Regions from separate parts of the Mus musculus genome. Here all the other regions are linked to region 1. The links are chromatin contacts, called in public Hi-C, HiChIP or PLAC-seq and Micro-C maps. All regions are on one chromosome and are shown on one strand. Each heading gives the region's core, a stretch centred on a gene start, on an enhancer-like site or on the middle of the called end of the contact. The rest is flanking DNA. Distances are from core to core; before and after follow the strand shown.

Evidence for each region. A called contact is a pair of places that touch in the nucleus more often than the background predicts. HiChIP or PLAC-seq counts read pairs in DNA pulled down with a chosen protein or histone mark.
Region 2: a Micro-C map of muscle stem cells shows a contact between it and region 1, with 5 times the contacts expected there. The contact joins two enhancer-like sites. A contact is called at or near these places in 4 of 484 Hi-C or Micro-C datasets (the C2C12 cell line, muscle stem cells, myocytes and 1 more).
Region 3: an H3K27ac HiChIP or PLAC-seq map of trophoblast stem cells shows a contact between it and region 1, with 8 read pairs. The contact joins two enhancer-like sites. A contact is called at or near these places in 2 of 484 Hi-C or Micro-C datasets (the C2C12 cell line and muscle stem cells) and 1 of 115 datasets of contacts at active chromatin or transcription factors (trophoblast stem cells).
Region 4: a contact with region 1 is called in a Hi-C map of ventricular fibroblasts, with 8 times the contacts expected there. The contact joins two enhancer-like sites. A contact is called at or near these places in 7 of 484 Hi-C or Micro-C datasets (the 3T3-L1 cell line, cortical neurons, embryonic fibroblasts and 3 more) and 1 of 115 datasets of contacts at active chromatin or transcription factors (extraembryonic endoderm stem cells).

Annotation. Positions count from the first base shown.
Region 1 is chr5:151,314,052-151,318,307 of GRCm38.p6, reverse strand. It overlaps a transcript of Stard13 not described here. Among named protein-coding and RNA genes, the nearest start is that of 1700028E10Rik, 52 kb to the left of the region's middle. Within about 2 kb of position 2,352, at least 85 of the 459 cell types and tissues checked have an H3K27ac peak or open chromatin away from gene starts, as enhancers often do. A contact at or near this core is called in the C2C12 cell line, cortical neurons, muscle stem cells and 2 more, where this site is marked.
Region 2 is chr5:151,067,569-151,071,824 of GRCm38.p6, reverse strand. The region is part of intron 4 of Stard13 (StAR-related lipid transfer (START) domain containing 13); the gene reads left to right. Among named protein-coding and RNA genes, the nearest start is that of Kl, 120 kb to the right of the region's middle. Within about 2 kb of position 2,109, at least 66 of the 459 cell types and tissues checked have an H3K27ac peak or open chromatin away from gene starts, as enhancers often do. A contact at or near this core is called in the C2C12 cell line, muscle stem cells and myocytes, where this site is marked.
Region 3 is chr5:151,084,767-151,089,022 of GRCm38.p6, reverse strand. All of the region lies in intron 3 of Stard13 (StAR-related lipid transfer (START) domain containing 13), which reads left to right. Among named protein-coding and RNA genes, the nearest start is that of Stard13, 100 kb to the left of the region's middle. Within about 2 kb of position 2,367, at least 38 of the 459 cell types and tissues checked have an H3K27ac peak or open chromatin away from gene starts, as enhancers often do. A contact at or near this core is called in trophoblast stem cells, where this site is marked.
Region 4 is chr5:151,140,752-151,145,007 of GRCm38.p6, reverse strand. All of the region lies in intron 1 of Stard13 (StAR-related lipid transfer (START) domain containing 13), which reads left to right. Among named protein-coding and RNA genes, the nearest start is that of Stard13, 47 kb to the left of the region's middle. Within about 2 kb of position 2,502, at least 151 of the 459 cell types and tissues checked have an H3K27ac peak or open chromatin away from gene starts, as enhancers often do. A contact at or near this core is called in cortical neurons, where this site is marked.

The DNA.
Region 1 (4,256 bases), core at 1,103-3,602:
TGTGGTTAGGAACTAAGACTAGTTTTACCACCTATTGGCTGACTGATTTTATGATCTTGAAGAACCTTTTTCATTTCTCTACTAAGAGAGACCCTGGCCAAGGTTGGTATGATGATGGTAGCCTCAGTTCTGTTCTCTGAGAATAGTCTAACAGGCAAGAAGTCAGAGGACTGATAATCAGAAAACACTCAGCACATTTGGTCTTCTCGGGAGGGAAGCAGACTGTGTGTTTCTTGCTACACCTTAGTGACTGGCACATGACATAAGTGGCACATGTGTGAGTATGGAGGATATATGTCAGCCCTTCCAGGACAGTGATTTTTATCCATCTCAGAATCTGTAAGCTTAGCCAAGATCTATTCTTCCTGCCATAAAAAATGTGAAAATTGAGCCAAGGCAGATTCCCCTTATAAAACATCTGTCTCATACAAATCTGTAGCTCAGTTGAGAAAAATGATATTTGTTGGGATAATAGCAGATTATGGAAAGACAGATCCCTGGTATCCCTGGGCAGCAGAACATATTTAAACCAGTGTGTTCCAGACCAGTGAATGAGCCTAAGTCAGCATAGATAGATAGCACCTAAATAATGGCAGCCGAAATCCTCTGGTTTGACATGCTCATATGCACATACACACATATGAACATGCATATATGTACACACACACAAATCAAAGATTTAGTAGAGTTAGAGATTCTTTATTTTGTACTGGGTGAAATGGCTCTTGTTTCTTGTCTGTAGCCTGTATGTCACTACCCTAATGATAAGCAGAGAAAGCTGCTAACATGGAGGCGTATGAGTGATCAGCCCTCAGAGCCACACTTCATATGCCTATCCTTGCAGATGATTCAGAAACATTCCTGTGAAACAAGTCGTACATGAAACAATAATTCAATGATAATATAACATATTAAAGAAGAGCAATTATATAATTGATGGGCTAATAAGTTAAGGATATATTTGTACACTAGTAATGAGACTATGGGGAAGTTTGCACCATAAATATACATATACACATAACTATACATTAGACTCATATATATTACCACAGTATTTATATGTGTGTACTACTATATACATATTTATTCATATTATGTGCACATATAAATACATATAATTTATTATATGAAAATATCTAAATAATTAAAGTTATAGTGGCAACAATAATAACTATATCATGAAGGACTAAGTTACTACTACACTATTACAATTTTTATAATATTGTCAAATACAAGTATCTTTATCTGAAATCAAAACGCATTATATTTAATATAGGAAGATTATTTTCCCAAGATGAAAACCAATGTAAATTATCCATTATGAAAGGAAAATGAGAATAAAATTAAAAGTTAAAGTTGTCTAGAACTTCTTCCTCCCCTTCCTGCCAAAGGTCCTGTTTAAAAGATGGAAACAAGGAAATACAAATGTTTAAATATTTTACCCAAAAATAGGAAAGCAAGTAATACACCAGCTGGCAATATTCATAGCCTAGGTCATTCTGCTCCCTGGAATGTCTTTGAGGGTTTCCTCAACAGCACCATACACAGAGGGTTTCGTGTATCGGATACATTATTTCTGTCAGAAGGCTAACGCCCAAGAGAGGCATTCCTTCTAGATATCCAAACGTTAGGGTTATGATAAAAAAAATACAATGTGATGGAATATGTGGTATTTCTAAATTAGCATACTCAATTATAATGTCTTTGGAATGTGGGAATAGTTAGATTTTATTATGTTTTTATCTTTTCATTACTCTTTAAACAGTTTGTCTGATTTATGCAGGGCTGTGCTAAAAATATCTGACATGGTTACACATGAAAGGGAGGCTCCCAGGGAGGCCCCAAGCTGAAGGAAGTCAGAAAATGGAGAGTCACTTAGTCATGTCCTGAGAGTCCCTGCCTATGAGGCTGAACGATGCTCAGTTACGCAGCACTGTGGACGCTGGAAGATTCTGCTGCGGGAACTTAAAGGAGAGTCACTCATGGGAATGTTAGTTCTCAGATTTCCTGCTGTGTGTACATGGTTTAGCGATATTTATTGGTGTGGCAATATGAGTGGCGACAGCTAGAGTACATCAAGAGCTCTCTATTTGACAACTGCCTTCAGTGGCCAGTTGGTCGCTCTTATTTTGGTGTGTGTGTGTGTGTGTGTGTGTGTGTGTGATGGAGAAGCATTGACTTCCATCTTTAACCGAAGGGGATTTTTGCTTAGTCTCCTCCATTCAGTTGCATTGTGCATCTTACTAGCCAATCCCTGTAGGGATTTTCCCACTGGTCACAGTCAGTGACCCAAGGCTGCGTGTCACAAGTAAGCTGTAAAAACCAATGCAGAAAGCTGGGGAGTCCTTAAACTCTGGAATGTCATGAGTCATAGTCACACAACCTGCCCTCTGAGCACTGCTTTACGCATTCTCTGTGTCTATCAGAGGCTTGCTAAACATGGGTGCTGTTACCAAGGATACAGCACTAGGAACAGAATTCCTGCTCTCCTGAAATTTAGACTAGATGAGGGAGAAAACCATAAATAAATTAAGCAAATATACACAATGCTGAATAGCAAATGCACAGGGGTTGGGGGCGAATCAAGCCAGAGTCAGGCAGTTGGCTTGCAATATAACAATATAATAGTGTTGTCTTAGTTATGATTTTACTGCCGTGAACAGACCCCCAAGACCAAGGCAAGTCTTATAAATGACAACATTTAATTGGGGCTTATAGCAGAATTTTCCCTGTCCAATCACTTTAAATATTAATACAACAAGAAGCCTGTGATTGGACAGGGAAAAGGGAGGTGGGGTGAAGAGTTTCAGAGACAGAGACAGAGGAGAAGGAAAGGGGGAGGAAGGAAGATGGAGGGAGAGGAAGACAATCCAGATTCCTTGAGGTTTTAAGTAGCCACAGATAGTTATGAATATCATAAAAGGATAGAATAGTTGTGATAGCTTGTCTAATGTAGGTGGGCAGCTTTTATCATTATCAACTGGCTCTGAAATTACTGTGTAGGCATCTTGTGAATTGAGAATTTATTGTTATATAAATATGACTGATTAAGCTTCTAGAGTTTTGATTTACTGGGTTACTGGGATTTGAGACTGCCGACCACAGAGGGTGGATGGCCGAGAAGGTACAGGAGGGCAGCTCCAAGGCAGACGAAACGGAGCTGGGAAGACTACCTCACAGAGGCTAGTCTAGTAGCTGGGTGTAACACAAAATATTGCAACTTTTTAAATATTTCCTACAACAGGGGCTGGCTTACAGGTTCAGAGGTTCAGTCCATTATCCTCAAGGCAGGAACATGGCAACATCCAGTCAAGCATAGTGCAGGCAGAGCTGAGAGTTCTATATCTTCATCTGAAGACTGCTAGCAGAATACTGACTTCCAGGCAGCTAGGACCAGAGTATTAAAGCCCACACCCACAAGGCCACACCTACTCTAACAAGGCCACACTTCCCAACAGTGCCACTCCCTGGGCCAAGCATATACAAACCATCACAAGTGGTTTCTTGTGAATACTGTATCACACATACACAGACATACTTGAGTATAGAAGAACTGAGTCTGGACTTTCCCTATTGCATAAATGTTTCCTGTGGAGACAAACATCAAATTAGCCCAGAGAGGACCCCAAAGGCAAACCAAAGAAATTATTTCCCCTGAGCCTAGTGAGTGAGTGAGATGCCTGAGATGACTTACAGGGACACAGGCAGGCAGTTACAGGAGCATGGCCAAGGGGCTACTTACAGGAGTGTGGCTAACTTGATCTCTCTCCCTCATTCTGGGGTGAAAATGTTGACTCTTGTATGTTGGAATTACATAGCCTAAGCTTTTATCTTGCAGGGGCTCCCAGAATAAATATGACCATGAGTCTCTGAAGTGACTTTGGCCTATTGAACAGTGTTAAAACAGTTTAGGTTTTGAGTATTCTTAGAGATGGACCATGCATTTGTATTGTGATAAGATCACAAGACTATAGAACCTAAGGGTGGACTGTAAAGTTTAAAGGAGTGTGTTTGTATGCCACATTGACAGATGGCAGAATTGCAATGACTAATCTTCATTGTCAGCTTGAGCTGGCAGAAAGCCCTACAGCTGTGGTAGAAAGGGGCTTATCGTTAAATACCTAAAGTTTTAGTGAGACATACCTTGGGTTCTGCATCCATGGACCCTCACAGATGATGCTCACAGTCCCTGCCCAGGGTCTTGTGAATTCTTCTTTCTTAGCCACTCTGTACCTTATATCAACATACCCAAATTT
Region 2 (4,256 bases), core at 860-3,359, 250 kb after region 1:
TGGATAAAGAAAACCCAGTTTACTTTCCATTGATGACTATCATCGAGGAACTGGGCTCGATGCATTATCTCGTTCTTGCCCAGCTTCTCTGGGTTCTGCGGAAGGAAATTAAATCTGTCATGTGCTCAACACTTCTGAGTGAGTTGTGCAGAAGGCTTTCGACCTCAGGAGTGTCTTTAGGAGCAGCTGGCTCCAAAAACCAAGGCTCCGCCTCCCTGTGCACTGCTTCCAAGCTCACTGAGTGGGTTCTCTGCAGGACATTGAGAATTAAATCACTAAGGACATTTTTTTTAGTGTACCATCTCCATCTGTAATCAGCCAAATCTGGGGTTATTTTGAAGCCAAATCTGGTGTCTTTTATTCTGACTTGCACAGAGCAATAATTACACCTAATGCATTTTAACTCACCCTGGAGTAACCTAACCTTTCAAAACCAATACCTGCCTCCAGCCCCCAGATTTCTACTCTGAAGTAGCACCTCTCAAGGAGTCTAAGTCATTTTGGCCTGACTTCATCTTAAAAGCAATTGGAGCTGGGAACCAAGGATTCTAGCCGAGGAGGTAAAAGAGTGAAAAACAATATCCAGAGAAATATTCACACGTGAGCAAATTATGCAGGCCACAAACAAATTTAAAATGTGGGAACAGGCCTCCCAACAGCTGTCTGGCTAAATAGACCCCTTGAGAAGTGCCCTTAGTATTTGAAGCATGCAGGTCAGATGTTGTTTCGGTTATAACACATGGTTCTTATTAAACTGAATACAGCCGTTTCTGGGAGTCTAAGACAAGGTGACTGCTCTGTGCAGATCTCTCACAAAAGAGAACGTCAAAAACTAATGATACACAATGTTTCCCACAATGTGGAGTGATGGGCTTTTTGCCCTGTCACCTAACTGCTTTGCAGAACTCTCAGGCAGGATATCCGTGAACAACGTACTCAAGGCTCTCTGTGCAACCTGCAAATTAGTCACCTTGGTAGTCTGACCTGCTTGGGATATTTTTTAATGTCTGCTGCAGTAACACACACTCTTTCCCGTCCTGCTTACTGGGGACCTCGAAAATATGTGCACATGAATAGAATATTGCTTTTCACATTGCAAGTTGAAGACTCATAGTCTATTTTCAAATAAAAACATTCCAACATGTGGTGCCCCCTCACTTGTCAGTCTCTGTCCTGGGCTTTGTCTGTGGCTGATTCTAAGCAGCCACACAGCACACTCTAGGCTAAATGATAGGAGACAGAGTCAGAGACTTGAGAATCAAGTGCCCCACAGAACTACAGCCAGCTTTGGATGGAAATAGAAAGTGATCAAGAAAGAGAATTAAGAACCGAACAGCTGTGTGTCCAGTTTACATATTCTATGAAACAGAATTTTCATGTCCAATCTGCAAAAATCACAGACTTGAGTTTTTCAGTGTGGTCTCCACGTGCCTTAGTCATCCAAGGCTACAGTACTCCCTTGAAGGCAGTTGGACCTGAGAAATGGCTCTTGGGCAGGGGGGTGGGGGGGGCTTTCTGGTCAACCTGGGTGGTTAGTAAATAAATGCTGGCATGGGACCTCTCTGGGAGGCCCTGCACTCTATGTTAAAGATGAAGAAACTCTGTAGAGTCAGTTGCCCCCAAACCACAGACCAAAAGGCAGAGGTGAGATTTGAAGCCAGCCAACTCTTCGCCTTTCAAAAATTGTTGGTATTGCTCTGGACCCAAATGCTTGTCAGTTCCTTGGTCTAAGCCATACAAGCAGTGAACTGTTTTTACAACAGGAACGTTGTCATGCCGTTGCAGTACCAAGTTCCACAGTTTCTTGTTCCTGTCTTGGGAAATTTTGTTTAGCTGAGTCAAGGAAAGAAATAAAAATGAAAGTGTACAAGGAAGTGTAGGTGGTGACGCCTAGCTCCTATTTGGCTTGCTGTCTGTTCTGCTGTATATCCATGTGGCTTAGCATCTGCCCTCAGGTGGAGGGCTCTGGGCCCTCATTCTGTACCTCAGCTACAGACTCACCAAAACCCTTCTGGGAGGCATTTCTGAAGGCTGAAAGTGGGATGAGGAGGCTCTCCAGCAATTGGACTGGTTCATCAGCCTGCCAACATACCAAGTAGAGCATTCCTGCATCCCAACAGGCTGACTCACTGGCCTGGGTGCAATGTTAATGGCTGCTGCAACTTTAGCTTCTAGATGTCTGCATAACTGTGGATTTGTCTCCTGTCACAGCTGCAGATTTGTACGGCTCCCCTAACCTGTTTTGTTTTGTTTGTTTTGTTTTTAAAAACCCATTTCTCAGTTTCCGGTGATATCCATCCAGAACAAATATGTAATTTTAGTAAAGAGCATTCTCATTTAGAAAAAAGCCAACAGAGGAGACTCCTCCATGGTGAAAGCAAGGCAGAGCCAAGCTTCCTGTTCTTGGACAAATATCACTACTGACTGATCCACACTAGCATCATGGTAATGTTAAATGGCCTGAAGGGGCCGGCGTTTAGAAAGATAGCTCTTTTCAAAGGCTCCCATTAAAGTCAGCATTTTAATAAGACTCTGGATCATGACCAAAGGTGGAAAGCCACACAGATACTGTGAGTAAAACCTCAAGGCTAGGACCCTCTAAGCTGGATGCTAAGGGCATTACTGAGTTCTCAAAACTGTGACAAGGGGCCTGATTTCCATCTGCACCCCTGGGACATTGTCTTCCACGCCCCACATCTCCTGCAAAACACATATATATCCTGTCCTTCCTGGCAGCATATATATGTAGACAAAGCACCCTTACACGTAAAATAAAAATAAACCATTATTAAGGATAGAGTAACTATATTTTACATCACACAGTGTTATCTTCTTCACAGGATATCCTTCAGTCCCACCAGGAGCTCCTACATCTTAACCCATGCTCTTTACTCCTTACCCAAAATGCTAAAGAAGAAAAGTATTTTAAATTTTTTCACATTTTTGAACACTTATGCATTCAGCAAGGTATGTTGGGGACGGGCCCAAATATTACATGAAATTCATTTATCTTCACTGATTTTATTCAATATTTTCCTTAATTTTGTGCACGAAGCAAAGATTTTTGTTAAAGATTTATCTTATTACTTTTACGTTTCCTTTCTCTTTTTCCTCTGTGTATGACCGGTATATAGATGCCATGAACTCCCTGAGTGCTGGGAGTCAAACTCTTGTCATCAGAGGTGTGAACCTGAGCCTTTAATCTGAACTGTCTCTGTTGTGGTCTACAATCTTCTATTTCTGCCGTCATGTCAGTCTTCAAAACTCTACCTTTGGGAGCACTTCAGATGTGGGGTACAAGAGGGTGAGCCATGTTCACTCTATGCCTCTGACTATGAAAATGAGCTCTGGTATCACTTCGGAGTTTACATAGCCTCATCACATATAATCGAATTTAGATCTATTTGCGAACTACTTTATACGTGTGTTCTGTTACCTTCCATATTGTGACGGAGAAAACTCATTCCTACATCAGTTTTCCCAGCTTAAGATCCCGGGGAATGGCCTTATGCCATCTTTGTGTATTAAAAGCATAAATTCTCTGTCTTTTCACATGATGCTTAAATCAGGCATGACCTTGAGGCAATGCCTCCAGAGGTAGGGCCCTCAGTTGCCCTCAGGGTTTTGACCATGCCTAAGTGCAGCTATCCATTTCAACTTACTACCCAGACCCTCATAGCAGCATCCAGCACCAGCCACCTTCTTCACAACAGCACACTCACAGTTCTTAATCTGTTGTCTTGTTGAAATGCTTTGTTTAGCTTTGAGCTACTGGCCTTTAGCTCTGGGAACTGGCTGTACTACCAGCTCCCTCCCAGCTTCCCTTGAATCCAAGGATAAAAGACACACAGGTTGTTCCTTTTGAACTTGCCTTCTTGGCACCATTGCAAGGCACTACTATATCCTGCCTGGAAATGGGTGCCCTTATCAATACTCTTAGCTCCATACCTCCCACCTGCCCTAAACTTCAGTGGCTAGTCCCACCTAGCCCCTGACCACCCACCTGTAGTAGCGGCCACAGGCCCCAGCTCCTCCTGAGAAGTCCCACCTGTACCTTCAGCCCAGCAATTGGCCCATGGCATCTTTACTGACAGATCAAGAACCAATTGGAGAACAGGACCTTAACATCAGCACTGCCCCCTACACTAAACCATTCCACCTGGAGAATAAAGTCAATTTGAGGGGTCTCTTTTCTCTATAAACACACTCAGCTCTCTAGATCTCCATTTGACATCTCTATATAAACATAGACTACT
Region 3 (4,256 bases), core at 1,118-3,617, 230 kb after region 1:
ATCTTTATTAGAAGTTTGCTATCCTCGTTCCACCATATGGATCTTGGGAATTGAACTTGGGTCCTCGTGCTTGGCAGCAGGCACCTTCACCTGCTAGTCTGTCCTGCCCATCCCTCTGCTTTATTTTTAAATCTCTATGGGCCTTACAGTTCTCATGGTTGTTTGAAATTCTGAGGCCATGCAAAATGGTAGAGGGAATTAAAGCCAGAGGGAGCTCCTTCCAGGGAGACAGGAGAGCCAGAGTCCCCTGCAAAAGGATGTTCACTGCCGAGATTTTACTCACAAGTGGCAGGTTCACTTCTCAGATCCCAGTTTACTACAGAATCGTTGGACAGTGTAGCTTAAAAATACAGCTCCTATTGAGAGTGAGACTGCCCAGAAGGAATCAGGGTAGATGCTCAGCTGTATGCCACCTCCTTTTCTGTAGCTCTGAGGTTTAGTCCCCATAAGGCAGGCAGATTTGCTGCCTTTGCTGAAAACATGAACCCCTGGAATGGCAACTGAGTTCTTTGTGCATGGCTGCAAGGATGACTGCAGGACCAGTGTCCAGCAGGCTCTGTGTAGATGGCTGCTACTGCAGGCATGGAGAGCTCTTTCCAGTATTTTAGAAGCTACTGTTAAAAGTTCTACTTTCCTGGGTTGTCACTGATTGTTGACTGAGAGTCTCTTCCTCCGTATGTCATGGAAAGTTCACTGCAAATCCAATTATCTGAGTGAGCTGGTTGGAACGTTAGCCCTATGGGACACCTGGAGGGCACAAAAGGTGTCAAAACAGCTTGCTAAGTTTGTCCTTTGGTGCAAATCACAGCAGGCTGAAGCACTGGGGAGGTGAGACGCTACCTTCTGCAGTGCTGGGTTGTGGTATTCACTGCAGCTGGCTGCAGACATAGGCCTGGATGCTCAAACATGACCTTTGAATTCCTAAATTAATGTGAAGATAGCAACTCATCTGCATAATGCATGTTGTTAATAGATGCTAATTAATTATAGCATATGACAAATGAGGGCATGGGCTGTGTGTGCTGTCGCGTGTTGATGGACCTAGCTATGACTACCCAGTGCAGCTTTCCCCAGTGTTTAAATAAATGAGAAGTGATGAGGGGCCTCTCAAGAAGCCAGGAGTGGTGAGAGGAAAGGATGCAAGGAAGAAGGATAATGCCAGGGAGAAGGGTATTATAGTTCACTGCTGCACACCCCCATTTGATCCAAGGATGCCAACAGCATTAATATTAAACAATGACAGTCTCTGTGAACATAATGCAAACCTTTCCCTTTAAAAATATTTGTCTTAGAAGGGGCTGGAGAGATGGCTTAATGGTTAAGCGTGCCTCCTGCTCTTGCAGAAGACTCAGGTTCAATTCCCAGTACCTACGTGGTGGCTGCCAACTATAACTCCTGTATACCAAGGGATCTGACACCCTCTTCTGACCTCCATGGGTGCCAGACACACAAATGCTACAGACATACATGCAGAACACCCATATACATAAAATGATGATAATAGTTGTCTTGTGCATGCTGATACAACTCCTTTCTGACAGCACAGCCTGCCCTCTCTCTCTCTCTCTCTCTCTCTCTCTCTCTCTCTCTCTCTCTCTCTCCATTGACCTTTGGCCCTGATTTCCTCCCACACCCCAGCTAAAGGCCAGAGGCAGATCCAGGGTTTAAGCACTAGCACAGGGGTGATTTCTCATGCTGTCAATCCTTGGGGGAATAGCCAAGGGGAAAGCAGAGGGAGGCATGTCCATCCTTGCTGGCTCCATAGTGGCATGGCGACAGTCATTTGCTTACTTCAGACTATATCTCTACTTTCTTTATCACATCCCATCCTACCCCAGACACAATGAAGCCTTCCTATGCCTGGCCTGTGACTTTTGCACACCCGGAGTCTGGGAATTACATAGCAGAATTGTGTATTCGGCACAGAGCATCCTCTCTGTTCTCTGCAATGTGTGCTTGCCAGACTCTCTCAGCACCAAGCCCTTTCCCACGCCCCGTGGCTGCAGCACATGGAAGACCCCATGAAGGGCTGGGCTTTGATCCCAGGGTCGGGAGCACATCTTCACTGATTGTGGTTCCTTGAATGTCTTTGAGGTTCCCACCCAGAACACTCCTTAGCTGACAGGGTTCCATCCACCACCCTGACAGGAGCCAAGGGTAAGAAGTTCAGGCAGTTGGAACGGAATCAGAATGGTCTGGAAGAGATGAACACCTACCTCTGCTTGCTATTCCTCCCATGCCTTTGGCGAGGAAATTAAAAAAAAAAAAAAATCACAGGAAACCAGCCATTAAATCAATGTAGGAGACCTCATGAACCATCTGAGGTCTGGCAGTGGAAATGTCAAACCAGAGCCTAAAGTATGAGGAAGGAGGAAGAGGACCTACTGTTTTGCTGTGGTCGCTAAGGGAGGAGCAGACAGCCTGCCCTGTCCCAGGGCTTCTCTACAGCATGAGTCAGGCCTGGGAAGCTGCACCTAGCCCCTCACACTGAAACTCTCGCTCTCCCTTCACTACCAAGGCAGAGCCCCAGCCTCCCTTCTTGACCACTGCCTGGCTCCCACTCTGGTCCTCTGGGCTGTGAGGGACTTCCAACTCCACATCACTAGACTGCATCTTACTCAACTGCACATCGTGGGTACAGGTCCTTGTACTAAATAAGACTTCAATAATTATTTGTTAAGTTTAACCAGAGCTCGGTAGAAATAACCTTTCAGCCCACAAATTATTATATTGTTCTTTGGTTAGGAAATATATGATGATAGACTCTTCATTTTCTCTCAAGAATAATTTAAAATGCTGTCCTTCGCTGAAGACTTCCTCCTCTTCCTCTTCCCCCACCTCCTCCACTTCCTCTTTCTCCTTCTTCAGATAGGATCTTACTATGCAGTTGCAGCTGGCCTAGAACTTGCTATGTAGACCAGGCTAGCTTCAGACTCACAGAGATCTGCTGGTCTCTGCCTGGGATTGAAGGTGAGCATCACCACACACAGCGTTCGGACTTCCTAAGAGAGCTTTCGGTGACTACTAGCTTCTGGCTCTTAGTACCTGCACTCTCTCAACCCTCCTCCCTCCGCCCACTCAGTGCCGCCTGGCCCCCACAATGGGTAAATAAATACAAAGGAACGTGTGGATTTACAGCACCTGTTTTGTCTTAAATGCTTAATCAACTACGCCCTCCTCTCATGAGTGCAAATTCCCTGGCTTCTGAGACACCTTCGGTTCTTGTTGATATACACTCAGACTTTCACCTTCCCAAGGCTGGCTTTCTTCCTTGGCCCTAGGTTCTGAACACTGGAATTCACTGTGGTTCTAAATCTGTTTCCCCAGCTGTTGATATCCATGGGATCACCATCCGTGTGTTCACCCAACCTTCTCTTGACCACTTTGCTCTCTATCCTCCAGGTTTCCTTTTTCTTTCATTGAATATAGATTTTTTATATATATACAGTATATACTGATTGTGGTTTCCTCTTCCCCAGCTCCCCCCTCCAGATCCTTTCCAACATCCCATCCACCCAAATCTACACCCCTTACTTTCCCACTCTGTCTCTCATTAGAATACAAACAAGCACCTCGTAAGTAATAAAAAGATAAGATAAAAACAAATCAGAATAGGAGGACAAAACAAAGAGTAGAAAAAAAAGAGCCAAATAAAAAGTACAAGGAATACGGATAGATACAAAGACAGGCATGTTCCCACACAACATGAAAACACAACCATAATATATAAAAGCTCAACCATAATATATAAGCAAAAAGATCTGAAAGGGAGAGAAAAAGCAAACAAAGCATTGTGAGTCAAAAAAAAATCACAAAAATATCATTGAGTTTGTCTTATGATAGCCCTCTATTGCCAGACACAGGGCTTGCCCTTAAATGTGGCTTGTGTAACCAGAGAGACGCCTTTGGATAAAATAAATTTTCATTTGCAAGCAGTTATCAGTCAGAGAAAGGTTCTAGGTCAGGGATGGAAGCGTAGGCCCACTTGCCCCTCTCAGCACTGAAACCTCAGCTGGTGCAAATCTTCATGCGGCCACAGTAGGTGCTCTGGTCCCACTATGTTCAGAAGGCCTTGTTTCCTTGGCTGTCTCCATCCCCTCTGCCTCTTACAATCTTTCCACCTTCTCTTCCACAGGATTCCCTGGGCCCTGGGGGATTGGACGGGGATTTGATGGAGATGTCTCATTTAGGACTGAGTGTTCTGGATGTGCTTTGCACATTGTCCAGTTGTGGACTGATATATTTGTTCCCACCTG
Region 4 (4,256 bases), core at 1,253-3,752, 170 kb after region 1:
CCCAGGTGGTCATGCAGTCAGGGCTGTTCTAAGGAATGAATCACTTTCCTTTCTGTGGTCCAACACAGAGTACAGTGCCTGACAGAATGGATGGATGGGATGAGGGGAGAATGGTGGAAGTTGCTTATGGTGAGTTATTTAAAGCCAGCAGGCACTCTCCCCATGTCTGTCCTCCTTCCTCCGGTCTTTACAACAGCCAGCCTTCCAATATCCAAACATTGGCACTGGCAGTGAAGCCAGCCAGGGGGTGTCCTATGAGACTGTAGAACTCCTTAGGCTGTGATGTCCTCTCAGCCACTGGTACTGTGGCACCACTGGGCCTTGTCTCCCCTGTTCTTGAGTAGTGTGCTACCAATGGCTTCCCATTATTGTTCCTGTCTTTGATGGTTCTGGGGATAGGATGACCACTCAAGGGGTTTCTTGGGAAGAAAGTCTTTCCTTTAACCCTGCAGCTCATCCTCGGTATGGCTTAACCTCCTCGTATCTTTCTAAGTCAGTGTTGCAGTCTCCCCAGTAGGAAATACATGGGGTTTGGGGTTTGGTTCTTTGTTTTTGTTTGTTTTCGTGTTTTTTCCTCTTCCTTAAGTGCCCGCAGCACTGAGAGTTTGCCTGTCTTTTCCTTTTGTGGTTCTGGAACTCTTTGCCAGATTCTAGCATCACACAGCTGTAATATAAGCAGAGACAAAGCGCCACGGTATGCAGCTGGCACATCAACAACTGTACATAAGGGTACGGTCTGGGAGCAGATGAGCAGAGGCTGACCTTGGGTATCCTAATGGACAAATAAACCATTCTTGACAGGAGAGAATACAGATGAATCAACATGAGAGTAACAGGAAATAGGCTGAGATTTCAGCAAGAGGGAATACTGTGCATCAAGGAGCAACCCTTGACCAGAAGGATGTTGTAAAGTAGGGGTGGGAGAACGTGACTATAGCTTTAAAAAGATTATGAAATCTCTACTCCCAAAAGCACGGACTATCTGAGTGTCTTGGTTTAAAAATGAAGATTTTTCTGAAATAAGAGAAGGTGAAAAGAGTGATTCTGGAGGCAGAGCTTAGGCTGGTGGGGATTGCCATAGAGTCTTTCAAGCAGCTTCCCTAGATGGGCCACATCCAGGTCTCCTTTCAGTCAAGGTGAGAAGAACGTGCCCAGGCTATTCTCTGCCTACATTGAGAGGTTTGAGAAAGAGGGGTCACTCTTTGACAGCAAGATTAACTGGAAACACAGGGTGATGTCACAACAGCAGTGACTCTTCTCACCTGGGATTGATCTGGGGACACTGATGCTCACAGTCCTGTCTGAAGAGTGAAGTCTCCAGGTCTTCGGCCATCTGCTCGCAATAATGGCAGATTCACTTTCAGATCCCATGACCTCTCAGGGTGCTCTTGCAGGGGTTCTCAAGGCCTGGGGTGAGTGCTGCTTCCCTTAGAGTGCAGGCAGGGTCACCTCAACATCTGAGGCACTCACTGGGGTTCTCTCTGCCCTGATTCTGGCAGCAGACACTCTCCAAAAGAGCCTGCCACATTGTAAACCCATTAAGGCTTGACTCCCTGGGGACAACAAAGAGAACTAACTGCCTTTTGAATGTGGGCTGTGTGGAGGGGACAGCAGTGCCTTCTGGCACCGGGGCTTGTCCTCAGGGCCAGGGTAATCTGTAGGGAAAGTTACAGGCTTCTGAGGGGATATTTTCACAGGTTCTCCAAACAAAAGGCTCTTTCTTTCCACTCTGTCCGACTCTCCTGCTAATTAACTGAGCCTAGTGGAAAGCAGGCCACTTCTGCAAAGAGACTCCTGTGCACGGGGTGCTTAGGATGTTTTTGTCTTGTTTGTCCGAGGAGGCACTGAGAAGGCCCTATTTGGGGAGCTGGTAGCAAGGCTGCCTGCAGACTGTCACAGGACACCTCATTTCTTCTAGTAATTTCCCCCATATGCACAGCCCAGCAAGCTGTGCTCGCCTGGCAGACATGGTAAGCACCTCGTCTAGGTCACTCAGTCCCCTCCTGCAATTGATTGTCCTTCACCTCAGGGACCATTCAGTCCATGTCTTCTTGGCACTCCTGGGCTGTAGCTCACTGACCTCTGTTTACTGCCCTGTTGTCGCTATTTAAGAAGTCCCTTTCCAGACCATCTGTCTTAGATTGCTATTCTGTTTACTTTCCCGCAGGCCCAGGGCCCTGTCTCTTGTATGTCTTTTGAATTCAAAATGCACTGGAGGACCGGGAAGCTCATTAGGCAAGCAATTTCTATTCCAGCGTCTGCTTAGGCAAAGTTTGCCAGAGCCTGCCAGCCTTCTGGAATTGTGGCTGAACCTTTCGAAACTTAGCTTTTAACACTGCCTTTTTTTTTTCTTCCCTTGTTTTGTAATGTTTATAACTAAGTACTATGCAGTTTGGAAAGAGTACTGAATCTTGTTTGTTTTATTCCTGTGTATGACCTTGACCATGAGGAGACATGTAAATTTGATCTGACTCTTATCAGTATTGACTCAAGATTTCTCATTTGTTTCTGTTTAGGCCGGTTTGGTTATGAGACTCGGGGTTGGGGGGGAAGCTCTTCACAGGCCTCTAGTGGACATGCAGCAGAACTGTTGAAATCTCACATTCAAATGCATTGGACCTTGGTGTGGAATTAGGCAATCGCAGAAATAACATTCTTTGTTGGTATTTCAATTAAGGATAAGTCATTGCATTTGTGTTAAAGGCAAAGGGAAGAAGAGTGACCGGAATCAAATTCGTGTTTGCCTTTGGCAGATCACTACCTAGTGGTCAACTTCTGCCGGCTCTATATTTATTTTGGCTTTTATTTGTGTGCCTATGGGTTTTGGGGCCTTCGTGCCACAGAGTGTAGCATGTGAAGGGCAGAGGGTAGCTTGCAGGAGTCCGAACTCTCCTCCTCCCTGTTCATCTCATGTGGGTTCTGAAAGAATAAAAAGGGAAAGGAATGTGCCTGATTCCAGTGAGGCATGGTGGAGGAGATGGTTCATTGTTGACATGGAAGAAGGTGGGAACATCTGGGAGGGTCCAAAGTAGACATAACCCTGAGCCATTCGAGGAGAGGGGGGAAGGGAAGAGAGAGAGGAGAGAGAGGGGAACCAGCAGCCAGGAGGCCCAAAGGTACAAAAAGAGACTAGGTAACCAAAATGGTTAGATTATATAGCGAAGGGAAGCTGGAGGAAGGGCAGCCCAGCCCAATGGGCTGGAGAATTCAGGGCAGGGGATGGAGCACACCAGCCAGCCAGGATGGCCCCTTATCTGGGAGAACCTGGAAGCCTCTCCTTTGATATGTTAAGTAGGCCCCTCTGCCATTTGTCTAGGGTTTGAAACCTAACAGTTTCCAGTCCTGGAAACAAATGCCTCTTCCCTCTGAGCCTTCACCTTCTCCTCATGCAGTTATAACTTTACCAAATACTTTCGCTAGAGCAGCCATACAGAACAATAAAGAGTCTTATTTCATCAAAGCAATTTAATTGTAACATCACCTTATCATTTCAAGTCAACTGCATTGTGAATTCATTTTGCCCAAGGTTGGTGAGGTCTTTGAAATACCTGCTATTTTAATAGATTCGTAGTCTGAATGCTTCACCTGAACTAAGCAAAAAAAAAAAAAAAAAAAAAAAAAAAATCACAAGTCCTTGTCAAGAAATATGTGAAGAATCATTATGCAGAGAGAACCCCACCCTTCCCCGACGCCTGAATCCCACTCCCCACCCCCACCCCCCACCCCACATACAGTGATTTTCCATGAGGGCTCCCTTGCCTCTTCATGCTTCTGTGCCTCGCTTTTATGTTTCCTTTGCTTGAGTAACTCCACCCTTGCACCACTTAACCCACCCAGCAAAATCCTTCATATCCTTACCCATCCAAATCAAATGTTCTTTTTTCTTTCTTTTTTTTTTCTTTTTTCCTTCTCTCTCTCTCTCTCTCTCTCTCTCTCTCTCTCTCTCTGGCAATTCTAACACACACACAGAGTAGTGGATTCTGCACCACTGCTGCCTATTCACTGTATGATAAAGTTAGTTTATAAAGAGCCTGTTTCTTTCTGAGGATGGGTCTTGGACTTCATGTGGCCCATTAGGCTATATTCTGACAAGTGATGATGTTTGCAATGTCCTCTGTACCCGGGCATTTAGTGAAGGTTTCTTTGAAGTTGACTGCTATCCCATGGGGTGCTTATCCTTGGTAAACGGTCAGGGTAAGGTGTTGCATCTCATCTTTTTCACGTCTGTGTGTCTGTGTGTCTGTGCATGCGCTCAG